4 separate regions of the Mus musculus genome follow, and regions 2, 3 and 4 are each linked to region 1. The links are chromatin contacts, called in public HiChIP or PLAC-seq maps. All regions are on one chromosome and are shown on one strand. Each heading gives the region's core, a stretch centred on a gene start, on an enhancer-like site or on the middle of the called end of the contact. The rest is flanking DNA. Distances are from core to core; before and after follow the strand shown.

What was found. HiChIP or PLAC-seq counts read pairs in DNA pulled down with a chosen protein or histone mark.
Region 2: a contact with region 1 is called in an HNF4G HiChIP or PLAC-seq map of pancreatic cancer cells. The contact joins the promoter of Luzp1 here to the promoter of Grhl3 in region 1. A contact is called at or near these places in 2 of 115 datasets of contacts at active chromatin or transcription factors (bone marrow-derived macrophages and pancreatic cancer cells).
Region 3: a FOXA1 HiChIP or PLAC-seq map of pancreatic cancer cells shows a contact between it and region 1. The contact joins the promoter of Asap3 here to the promoter of Grhl3 in region 1. A contact is called at or near these places in 1 of 39 promoter capture datasets (liver) and 1 of 115 datasets of contacts at active chromatin or transcription factors (pancreatic cancer cells).
Region 4: an H3K27ac HiChIP or PLAC-seq map of embryonic stem cells shows a contact between it and region 1, with 2.4 times the contacts expected there. The contact joins the promoter of E2f2 here to the promoter of Grhl3 in region 1. A contact is called at or near these places in 1 of 484 Hi-C or Micro-C datasets (embryonic stem cells) and 2 of 115 datasets of contacts at active chromatin or transcription factors (embryonic stem cells and pancreatic cancer cells).

What each region holds. Positions count from the first base shown.
Region 1 is chr4:135,572,232-135,574,940 of GRCm38.p6, reverse strand. Grhl3 (grainyhead like transcription factor 3) reads left to right here and starts at 1,309. Exons shown (of 16, transcript NM_001013756.2): 1 at 1,309-1,533. The coding sequence starts at 1,517. It overlaps Gm30888 (a long non-coding RNA gene), which reads right to left and starts at 1,361. Exons shown (of 3, transcript XR_390832.2): 1 at 1,293-1,361.
Region 2 is chr4:136,468,369-136,471,077 of GRCm38.p6, reverse strand. It overlaps Luzp1 (leucine zipper protein 1), which reads right to left and starts at 1,317. Exons shown (of 5, transcript NM_024452.2): 1 at 1,228-1,317.
Region 3 is chr4:136,205,046-136,207,754 of GRCm38.p6, reverse strand. Asap3 (ArfGAP with SH3 domain, ankyrin repeat and PH domain 3) reads right to left here and starts at 1,390. Exons shown (of 25, transcript NM_001008232.2): 1 at 1,108-1,390. The coding sequence starts at 1,236.
Region 4 is chr4:136,170,924-136,173,632 of GRCm38.p6, reverse strand. It overlaps E2f2 (E2F transcription factor 2), which reads right to left and starts at 1,359. Exons shown (of 7, transcript NM_177733.7): 1 at 595-1,359. The coding sequence starts at 852.

The DNA.
Region 1 (2,709 bases), core at 60-2,559:
TCTCAGGGTAAAGTCACCTTTCCTCCAGAGGAACGCTCAAGGTGAGGTACCCAGGAAGAATGAGCAATGAACTGGGGGTGGAGTGGGGGGGGATGGTTGGGAGAGTGGGGGATGGGGAGAGTGGGCATGGGGGCGGGGCTGAGGGTATTGGTAAAAGAGTAAGCATGAGATTCCAAGATTCGCAGCTTAGATCTCTTTTCCTATGAACCCCATGGAAGCTCTCTGTTTCTGCTGGTACTTGTGGGCATTTGGGGATGACCACCCTAGGTTGTTCATAGCCCATCCCCCACCATCCCCTCGCCTAAGAGGCATCTCCTGAGTGCCTAGCACAGAGCACTTACAGTGTACTGGCCAGCTAAGACTCCTGAGGCAACCACCTTCAACTTTTCCATCCTTTCTGGGCTGGCCAGAGGCATGTGGTCTGCCCACATCCCGTTCAGATTGGCATCGCACAAGATGAAAGGCTGCCCTGCCCTAATTCCCTGATTCCCCACCCCATCTCTCTCTCTCTCTCTCTCTCTCTCTCTCTCTCTCTCTCACACACACACACACACACACACACACACTCATGCACATTGGGGGAGGGGGGGCTCCTCCTGAATAGAAACCAGCATTTTCTTTCCCCGCTATTGCCCCAGAACCCAGAGCGAGGAGACCTTGCACACTCGGTACTTAGTAAATGTCCCCTGTCAACTGAGGCCACCAACTTCAACTCAAGGAGTAGCTAGTCTCCCAGATGACTGAACGGGTCTCTGACACTGGCTCTCACCCTTAGGCAAGGCACCCTGCCTCTCCAACCTACATTTCCTCGATCACCTGTAGAGGGCATGGGGTTGGTTGGGGTGGAAGGGAGAGTTGACAGAAAGTCCTTCCTAGCTGGTTACTGGGAGAATAGGAAGAAATCACTTAGCTAACAAGACTAGAACCTGTGGTGTTTGTTACCCGAAGGGGAAAGTTCTGGAGAAAAGAGAGGGGACTCACAGAGAGCTACCTGCTCTCTTCCGTGAAATTTTCCGGGTAGAGAAGGTGACTATAAAGAGATATGGTGTCTGTGGGGAGATGTTTGTGGGATCCAGGATCCGAGCGATGAGATGGACAGAGATTTCCCTTTGAGCCAAGTACCTGTCTGTATTTTTCCTCTAGTTCTCCCGTTCCTTCCCAACGTTTGTCTCCTCCCTTTTCCCTCGTCTCCACCCCCTCACCCCCTCAGCTAAGAAGGAATTGGCCGGCTCCACCCAGTCAGCCCCCCGGAGCTCCGCCCCTGCTGGTGGGCCAAAAGTTAACATCTGCACCTGCTGTGGTCTAGCTGCAGTCGGCACCTGTGCTTCCAGCCAATCAGCGCCACCGCAGCCGGGGACCGCTGTCAGCAAAATCTCAACATCCAAAGCGCAACGTAGAGCAAACGCTTCCCCGGGCAGGAAGGGAATGTCTGTGTCAGAGGAGAATTAAGAGACGAGTGGTCAGCAGCGCCTGCGAGCCAACCAGAGACGGATCGCTGGAACCTCGGAGAAGGAAGATGTCGAATGAACTTGAGTGAGTAAAGCCACGGATGTCTGGCCTCCCGGCCTCCCCAGCACACCGAGGCTGGCTGGGATTCCCTGCAGAGGGAAGAGCAAGGGAGGCCGGGCGCCCGGATTCACACGGCAATTTGTAAGGGTGAATGAATGGGCTGACGATCCTGCCTTAGCGTGTTGAGGCACGTTCAGCTCTCTATCTAGAGCTGACTGTTTCCCTGGGAAAATAGTTTTTCTTTCTCTCTGTGCTGAGCAGTTTCGAGGAAGGCAAACACCCGGGCTGCCTGAAACCGTGAATCTTGGCATCGCTTTTTGATACTCTGGAGGTGCCTTGGAAATCAGAGACACTCCCGCCCCAGGGAAGCTTTCTCTCCTCTTGCCAAAGGGAACGTCTTGGAGGTGGTTCTCAGAGCTGTCTTATGCAAAGAGTTGAGTTTCTCTAAAGGTCCTTTATGTTGAGTTGGAACAGTCCCAAGCGATCTGGCTACTATAGTGTAATGGCTGTATACATGGGCTCTGTAGTGGCTTTCCTTAGGTTCAAACCCAGGCTCCGTCTCTCCTCCGCTGTTCATTCTTAAAAAGTCGTTGGACTTATCTGAGCTTCATTTTCCTGATTTGGAAATTTGGAACAAGAGAACTTTGTAGAGTTCTTAGGTGTGCTGAAAGCTGTAAAAATGCTTACCAAAGAGAAAGGGGTCTGAAGTTGCGTTCAATAAATTGTGGTCAGTTTTATCCAGAGGCAGTGCTAACGCTGGGGAAGCCGAGGACTAGATTTTGGTGAGGTCATCTGTGTTGTCTGGCGAGAGGCAGGTGCATTCCTGCCCACATCTGGGATCTAGAATCCCTTGACTGGCTGACGCTGACCTCACTCTCAGCCTCAGTATCAGGTACAGATGTTGGAGAAGACAGAAGTCGAGGGTGTGAGTCGCTTTAAGTTGTGGGCAAGGAGCTAGCAGGAAAGAAACAGACTTCCCCTTTCTCCCCTCTTTAGCAGTGACCCTCTTGTTGTTTCCTCCCCTTCTCTGTCTCTCTCTTTGGAGCTTTTCCTCAGCAGGTTAAGAACTCAAACGCTTGCAGGCAGAATTGATGGGTCCTAACTGCAGACAGGAACCCATGTACCGGCTAGCTCTGGGGTGTGTCCGGCTTGAACAGCCACATCTACTGTCCAACCACTATGGTTACAAGCATCAGGTTT
Region 2 (2,709 bases), core at 68-2,567, 900 kb before region 1:
ATTTTCTCCTGAATGGACAGAAAAGCCACCACGAGGCGCTCAGAAGCACAATCCTTTCCCCCAAGGTCATTCAAGTCATCGAAGGTGCGACAGAGAATCTGCAAGCTGCTCGGTTAAAGAACACTGCGGAGATTTTTTTTTTTTTTTTGGAGGTGTGTGAAGGGGGATGGGGGGGGGGGCTGCCTGCTCTCTTCCCCTCTCCCACCCCGAAGTGTGAGCACCCGCCTCGGCATTTCCGAAACAAGCCACAACAAGCTCTGCAGTGTTAGGAAAGGGGCTGACGCGATGAAGAAACAGATGCTCCATAGCAAGATGGGTCTTTCTCGGCCGGCTGAGGCTCCTGCGAGGTAATTAGCAGAAACCGCAGGCACCTCGGAGAGGTCCCCACCGGGCTGCGGAACCCACCAGCCCCGCCGTGCCAGTGCCCGTGCCCGGGACGCCGGCTTCCACCTCGCTAGTCGCCTGGCCAGCCGCAGGCCAAAAGCGGCTCCCGAAACCGCACTTCATTCCTGCGCTTCGGGAAGCCATGGCTCCCTTCCCTGCCGGGCCGCGGGGCGGGGTGCGCGCTGCGGAAAGTTCACCGCGGCGGCGGGAGGGGGCCGGCGGCTACCCGAGTGCCCCTGCAGATTCCACCATTAATTAGTCCTCGGGACTGTCGACTGGCAACTTAAACAAAGCGAATGCCTCGAATTCCTTCCCGGGCCGCGGCGGTCTGGCCCGCGAGACGGGAGCAGCGCGCCGGCGGGAGCCGCGCGGGCGGGCGGGCGGGCCGCAGCCCCGGGGCCGACAGCTGCGGACGCCCCGGGGCCGCCGCGGGCCTCTCCCCGGCCCCCCGCGCGTCGCGTCCCGCACACCGGCCGCGGCCCTTCCTGTCCGCTCACTTCCTTCCTCCCGGCTCGCCGCCCCGCGGAGCCCGGCGAGGACCCCGACGCCTCCCTCCCTGGCCGCCACAGCCGCGCTCGCCCTCACTCGGCGTCTCCCCAGTCTCCTCAGAAACGTCCCTCCCCCTCCTCAGGAAGAAAAAAAAATCTCTGAGTCTCTCCCTCCAACTCCAGCCACACTCTCTCCGGCTGGCCCACCGGAGACCTCCCCTTCCCGGCTCCGCTTCCAGAACCCGCGCGCACTCCCCGCCGTCCCCGGGACACCCCGGCCGAGACCCCCTCACCCCCGGCACACAAGCCGGACTCCCAGGCCGCCCGCCTCGCCACACTCCCGCCGCCGCCTCACCTCAGCGGCTGCGGCCCGCGCTCCCGCCGCCGGAGGATCCGGCGCTCCGCTCCCAGCGGCCGGCGCCTGCTCAGGCTCCCCCAGACTGACAATGAGGGGCGGGGCCTTGTGTGGCGTCAGCGCTCCGGGGCGGGGCGTATGCCAGGCCACGCCTCCTTTGGTCCTTTTTTTAAGCCCTCCCACTTCCAAGCCCAAGGTTTGAACCCAGCCAAGTTTTCATTGCCTTCCTAGCTAGGTGCCCCGGACCTGGGCTAGGCTCCGGAGGAAACCTGACTTGGAAGGCAAGACCGCGCTCAAAAGAAACGCTTTCAGAGACGTTGGGAGGGTGCAGTAAAATCGTCCATGCAAAGGGATTAGGGCCTGAAATGAAGTCATCGCTCAACCAAACACCTCTTACTCAGTGAGTGTGGAGAAGGGACTGGGCGTGGCTCAGAGGTCATGACTTCTAGTCCCACTGGCTCCACATTCATTCCTCAGGTGCTGCCAGGAAAGTCCTTTCCCATCTATATCCCTTACTTTTCCTTCTTTAAAATGGGAATCGGCAGTGGGCCACATGGTCTCAAAAAGTCCCCCCAATGCCTTCTATGTACAAAGTACTAGGGCCAAGAGAACCCCTGGGGGGAAGTGGACTTTGAAGGTAGCTCAGGACCTAAATCCTGCAGCGCACAGGCCACATTCAGAGACGTTCTGTGGGCGCCCTCCCACGCGCTGGCACCCAGCAGCCTGCACAAGCCGGGACACAGATGGCTAAGAGCTGCTTCCTCTCTGACTGCAGGAGTATGGCTGGTCTCTGGAGACGCCTCTTGTGTAAGCTCTTTATTGCCTATGGAACAAAGGCCAAATCCATGGCCTGGTATTCTCACTTCCTACCTTCATACACACGCTCTGAAGTTTACCCAAACTTCCCTTAGCACACCCACCGCTTTCCCACATCCGCCCTTCTGCTTGTCACCTCATCTCCTGTGTGCGTCCTCCTATTTCTCCCAAGGCAAAAAGACCAACCCTCTTTGCTCTCTGTACCTGGTGGCATTGACTCCAGCTCTCACAGGGCCGTGGATACATTATAACTTGTATCCTGTTGACCTCCAGCTGGGTGTGGCAGTGGCACATTCCTATCTTTAATCCCAGCACTCAGCAGGCAGGTGCATTGCTAGTTTGAGACAAGCAGGGCTACAAATAAGAAAACATGTCTTAAAAAATAATGCCATCCATGGCCATGAGCGCTGGTAGGCAAATGCTGAAGAGGGTGAAACAGGAGAATCACACATTTAGGGCCAACCTGGAGTACCCTTTGGGGCTGGGGATACAGTTCTGTTGGTAGAGCATTTGTCTAGTATGCACAATGCCCTGGCTTCAATCACAAACACTGCATAGTTGGATGTGGTAGCATATACCTCTAATTCCAGCACTCAGGAGGTAAAGCCAGAAAACTCAGGAATTCAACTGCAGAGACCGGCATAGTAGCAAATGCTTTTAATCCCA
Region 3 (2,709 bases), core at 141-2,640, 630 kb before region 1:
GCATGGACACTTAGCCAGAGCAGATCTCTCCCCTCTGATCCAACACTGTAATGGACAACCTGGAGGAGAGGATGATGGATAAAATCCCTAAAGATGCTGAAGGGTCCTGAGGCGTGGTGGCTCTGAACCTATGCATCATTTGAAATCCGACAGTCTTTGTATAATTGTCTGCCTTCCTTACCAAAGAGGAAAAAGTCCAGACAGAGAGCCAGCCAGTCAGGGGAGAAGAGGAAGGGAGATTTCCTAAGACCTCAGCTCAGGGTATTTCTGGGTAGCTTTGTATCTGCCACACAGTAGGTACAACTTATAGAGAAGGCCAGACTGACCACTGAAGTCCAAAATGCCACCTCAACCCAGGGCATTCTCTAGAAGAGAGCTGGGTTCATATTATCCCCGTCTGGCCCCAGACTACAGGCTCTCTGCTCCAGTGTATTCCTAGGGGATGAAAACCTGCAGCGAATCCAGAGAAGAGGAATGAACTCCAGTGAGCTTGGGAATGGGGTGGGGCAGCCTACAAGGGCGAAAGAAAGAGCCTGGGACACTTTGCCTGAAAACACAAAGAGGAGAGGGGAGGGGAGAGGAGCCTATAAACTTGGCCCGCAGCAGCCAAGGTGAACCCCGGCTCCTGGCGCCTTCCCATTCACAATCATTCCACAAGGCAAGCCAAGTCTCAGAACCAGCAGCCAGGAGGAGGGGGCCTCCTCTCTCTCTCTTGCAGCCTGGGAGAGGTAAGTTCAGGACTGAGCCTGCTTCTCAGAAAGGGAGTGACCTGAGGGGCTGCATATTTGTGGGGTTCTAAAACGAAAACACAGAACTGTAAGCCGCTGAGCAAATACACATATAATGGGCAAGTCGCCCAAAGTATATGGGAGATGTGCCCCAACATGTGGAGTCTGTATCGAGGTGACCCCGAGATCCCATCTGGTCCTCTCTTCCCAGGCTCCACCTTGGGGACACAGATGTTTGAGATGAGCTCGGTTCCCACAGATCTAAGAGGGGCGGGTTTCTGGAGCGCAGCGAAGAGCCATCCTAGCTCCAAGCATTCCTGCAAAGGTCAAAGCCAGGCCCCAAGTTGACCTGAGGTCCCCTCCCGCCTCGGCCCCTCACCTCCTCCCGTGCCAGCGCCGCCCCGCGGCACCGGGGCATCTTGGCGGCGAAGGCAGCTGCTCCGGCTGGGGAACTGAGGTCCTCTGCGGTGACGGCCAGGAACTCCGCGACACTGAGCTGCTCGGGCATGGTGGGAACGAGGCGAAAACACCGGAGCTGCCTGGAACGCGGGGGACGCTGCACTTAACAGTGCTGGTATAGCTGCTCTGCGCAGGGCCTGTCTCACCACCCGCAGCGTCCTAGTCGAGGCCTCTTCACTCCCTGCTCCGCCCCGCCCCTAACTAACTCCGCCACGCCCCCGCCCGCCAGCCTTTCTCTCTCCGGCCACGCCCCCAGACCACTTGTCTACCTCCCTGGCCACGCCCCGACTCGCTGGTAACTCCCTGACCACGCCCCCATCCCCCTCACTCTCCGGCCACATCCAAGCCGCGCCCCTAACTCCCTGGTCACGCCCCAACCTCGCGTTGGCCCCACTCTGCCCTGCCTCCAAGACCTACAGATGGGGAGAGTTCTCCTGGGGCTCCGCTCTTGACTCCCAGCCCCCGTCCCCGATCCTCTTCCCTCCCTAGCCCCGCCTCCAAAGCCTACCACACACACACACACAGACACAGAGCCTGGCTCCTGGTTCTGGCTGGCTCCTGGTTCACTTGTTCTCTTCTCCTTAACTCTAGGTTCTTCAGAGCAGTCGTCTTCCTCTACCTCACCGGTGCTGAGATTAAAGGCAAGGCCTGTGCCACCGAGGCCATATAAGATCTTCGCCATCAGCCAGCTACGTGCCATTGAATCAATTGCCCCTCTGGTTTTTAAAAGGAATCATGTCATAACTCCGAATAAGTTTAAGTAAGAATGGGAGAGGTTCACTATTATCTCAGGTACACAGAATAGCTCGGGATTTTGTTGTTGTTGTTGTTGTTGTTGTTTTGCAGGTATTTTTGTTGTGGTTTGGTTTTGCCTGGTTTCTTAATTCCAGCCGTGAGCCAGGGGCCCTTCCCATTGCCTTGGACTCTTTCTGCTTCTTCTTGAAAGCCTTATTTTCTTCGTCCATCTCACAGGGCTCTTTCAGAGGCTTCCTCTTGACACCTTCATCGCCCAACCTGGCCCCTGGCGTCTGGTCCCCTTTCCCCAGACCAGATGCTAAGTGACCCTAACAGTTCCTTCAGACTCCAATGCTGAGTCTTCCAAATTTGCTTCTCCCTGTCTGCCTCCCTCGGTTTTTGTTTATTTGATTTGGGGTTTTGTTTTTCAAGGTTTAGCTCAAACATTTCAAACTTTACTACAAGGCTTATCCTGACCACCCTGTTTAAAACTAGTCACCTGCTGCTCCCCCCATCCCTCACTCCACATACCCCATTCATAATCATCTTTATTCTGCTGGGGTTTTATGAATGAATATTGGGCGCTCTTGGAGGCCAGAAAAGAGCATCAGATCCCCTGGAACTAGAGTTACAGATGATGGTGAGCCACCATGTAGGTGTTGGGAATTGAACCAGGGTCATCTGCAAGAACAAACATTCTTTAGCCACTAAGCCATCTATCTGTCCAGCCCCTTTTTAAAATTTTCAGTTTTAGAAATTTGCTGTGTGCATGAATGTGTGTGGGTGT
Region 4 (2,709 bases), core at 110-2,609, 600 kb before region 1:
CCACCACACCAGGCCTTCCCTGACAACACATCTCTCACTCGCGAGGTCACAGTCCATCTGAACAGGAAACCCAAGAGACGGACTACATTTGCATTGCTACTGGCTATTTCGGACGATGAGCAGGCTGTGGGGAGGACCTGAGGACAACACTTGAGAAGGAGCTGGCTAGACAACTCTGGTCCAGATACCAGGCTGGACCAGAGACCTGGGAGACCTATGCGGATTTAAAGTCACCAGGAAATCCCACAGGCCAAGCCCCTGGCCTGAAAAAGCAGGTGTTGGTTCTGGCGTAAACAATGAAAGAATGAATGAACTTAAGCATCGTCGATGCCTTGGAAGCTTCCTCAAGGTCACGCAGGCGCTAGGGGCACTGGGCTAGGTCTCCAGGCTCCCCTGACCAGTGCTCATTGCAGTCCGCGACAGCAGGCGAGATTACTTCACGGAGTCGGAAAATGAAAGGGTTCTCTCTACTGCCAGTCCCGCTTCCCCACCTCAACCAGCTGTAATCAAGCCGTAGGGCGTCCCAAGCACCCTCTCTCCTTTTTCCCCACCCAGACACGTATACGGGAAGTACAGGGGGTCCCCCAGCATTACCGGCAGCCGGCCTGCGGGTGCACATCGCACAATTTGGCCCTCGGGTCCGTGGGGAGTGGCGTCGAGGCAGGTGCCCAGCGCCACAGAGGAAGGCACCGTCTGCGTGTAAAGCGAAGTGTAGTAGGTGGTGGCGGTGGTGGCCGGGCAGAGCTGGGGGCTGCTCAGACCCGAAGGCCACAGCTCGGTGGGGTTCAGCGCCGGCAAGCTCTTTGTAGGTTGCGCCGTGGCCGGAGCCAGGGTCCGCGGCGCGCGCAGCATGGCGAGTGCGGCGCCCCCTACCCACTCGGGTCTGGCGCGCGCGCGCGGGGCACCTGCGGGCTTTGCAGCCGGCTGCACCGCGGACGCCGGGAGCAGCCGCCAATGGACGCCCGCCGGGCAAGGCCGGACCCTCCCCTCCTGGCCCGCCGCCCAGCGCTGCCGAGCTCGGAGATCGCCACTCGGAGATCGCGTGGCACAGGTGGCACTGCCAGGAGTTGGCCCGGTCCGGCTCGTGCCCCGAATATCTGGGCGTCCGGAGTCGCGCCCGTGCGTGAAAGCGTCCCGGAATGCCCACGGACCCCGCGGACACTCGTGTGCTCTGACCCGCGAAGGGTGTCCTGTGCGCCCTGCTGAGCTCTGCGTTCACCCCTCTAGTTCCCGTCCCTTGCTTGGACTCCTTTTTCTTTTCTTTCTTCTTTTTTCTTTCTTTTTCTTTTTTTTTTCTTTTTTTTTTTTTTTAGCGCCAAACTATATGCCGCCAAATTCGGATCTCCCGCGGAAAATGCCGCGCCTCGATTGGCTGCTACAATATATATAGGCTCCTCCCACCCACCCACCCCCGGAAAGGCTTAGTCTAAGAAACAGCGATTACGACAGGAGCTTAGTGGCTTAAAGGGGCCGCGACATCTGCTGACTTCAGCGTCCTCTTGTAACAGTAGGCGAAACTGAGGCAGGAGGTGCATCTGGAACACCCAGCATAAGGACCAACAGTACAGCGAAGAGCGCTGAGGAGCGGACCTCTTTTCCTTGGGGGTGGGGCCAAACATTGAAAGAGAGTCAGAGTCGGGACCTGAGTCTTGACCCTCAAGTGCATTTCCCTGGCCACAAAACCTTTTGTTTTCGCTTTGTTGCTTAGTTAGGTTAAATCATTTATTAATATATTAATTAATATAACCAATATGTCCTCTTTCTCTTCAAATGAAACCCAGGAACCTGTTCCTCCAGGCTTTAATTGGCAGAGGGGCAGGGAAGGGTGGCGCCTCCCTTTTATGTTTTTCTTCAGGAAAAAAACTAACCTCTATTGAGCGCCTACTGTACGCCCGTACAGTACACTAAGATTAGACCATTATATATGTTATGTTGTTTAATTTATCCCATCAATCCGGAGAAGTGGGATGGGTAAGACCAGGGAGTCGGAGGGGCGGGATATTGTGCCTCGGGTCATTCACAGATTCGCTGATCTGAGAATTGGCAGTCAAATGTAGGACAGTCCAGGTCGGGAGTCTTTGTTCTAGTAAAGAGCTCCTTTCCACTCTCCCAAACTCTGCCCCGCCCTTGACAGGCACAGCGTGGGTGAGGGTCCAGAGTTTGTCAGGTCATTTTCCCCAACAGGACCCAGCACTCTTCCTTCCTGAATCAAACACCTCCAGGTTTCTTCTACACAAATTTTTGTTTGTTTGTTTTTGTTTTTGTTTTTGTTTTTGTGAGACAGGGTTTCTCGGTGTAGCCCTGGCTGTCCTGGAACTCACTTTGTAGACCAGGCTGGCCTCAAACTCAGAAATCCACCTGCCTCTGCCTTCCAAGCACTGGGGTTAAAGGCGTGCGCCACCATTGACCGGCCTAAACAATTATTTTACCACAACAGGAGGGGGGGTGGGCTGAGTCCCCGTGTTAAGACCTGATCAGATCATCACAAACCAGGTAGCCCAGGCTTTCTCTTCGACATTCTTAATTCACATCCAGTCCCCTAACCCTTTTGTGAAAGCTGTTTGACAAGATTTCTTCTCCATTCTCTGGGTCTTTTTTTTTTTTCTCTCTCTCTCTCATTCCTTATGTCGGAGTCACAGAGAAATCTCATGGCACAGTATATGCAAAGCCTTCGGCACAGAGCTTGGTCCATGAGAATCGACAGCTGTT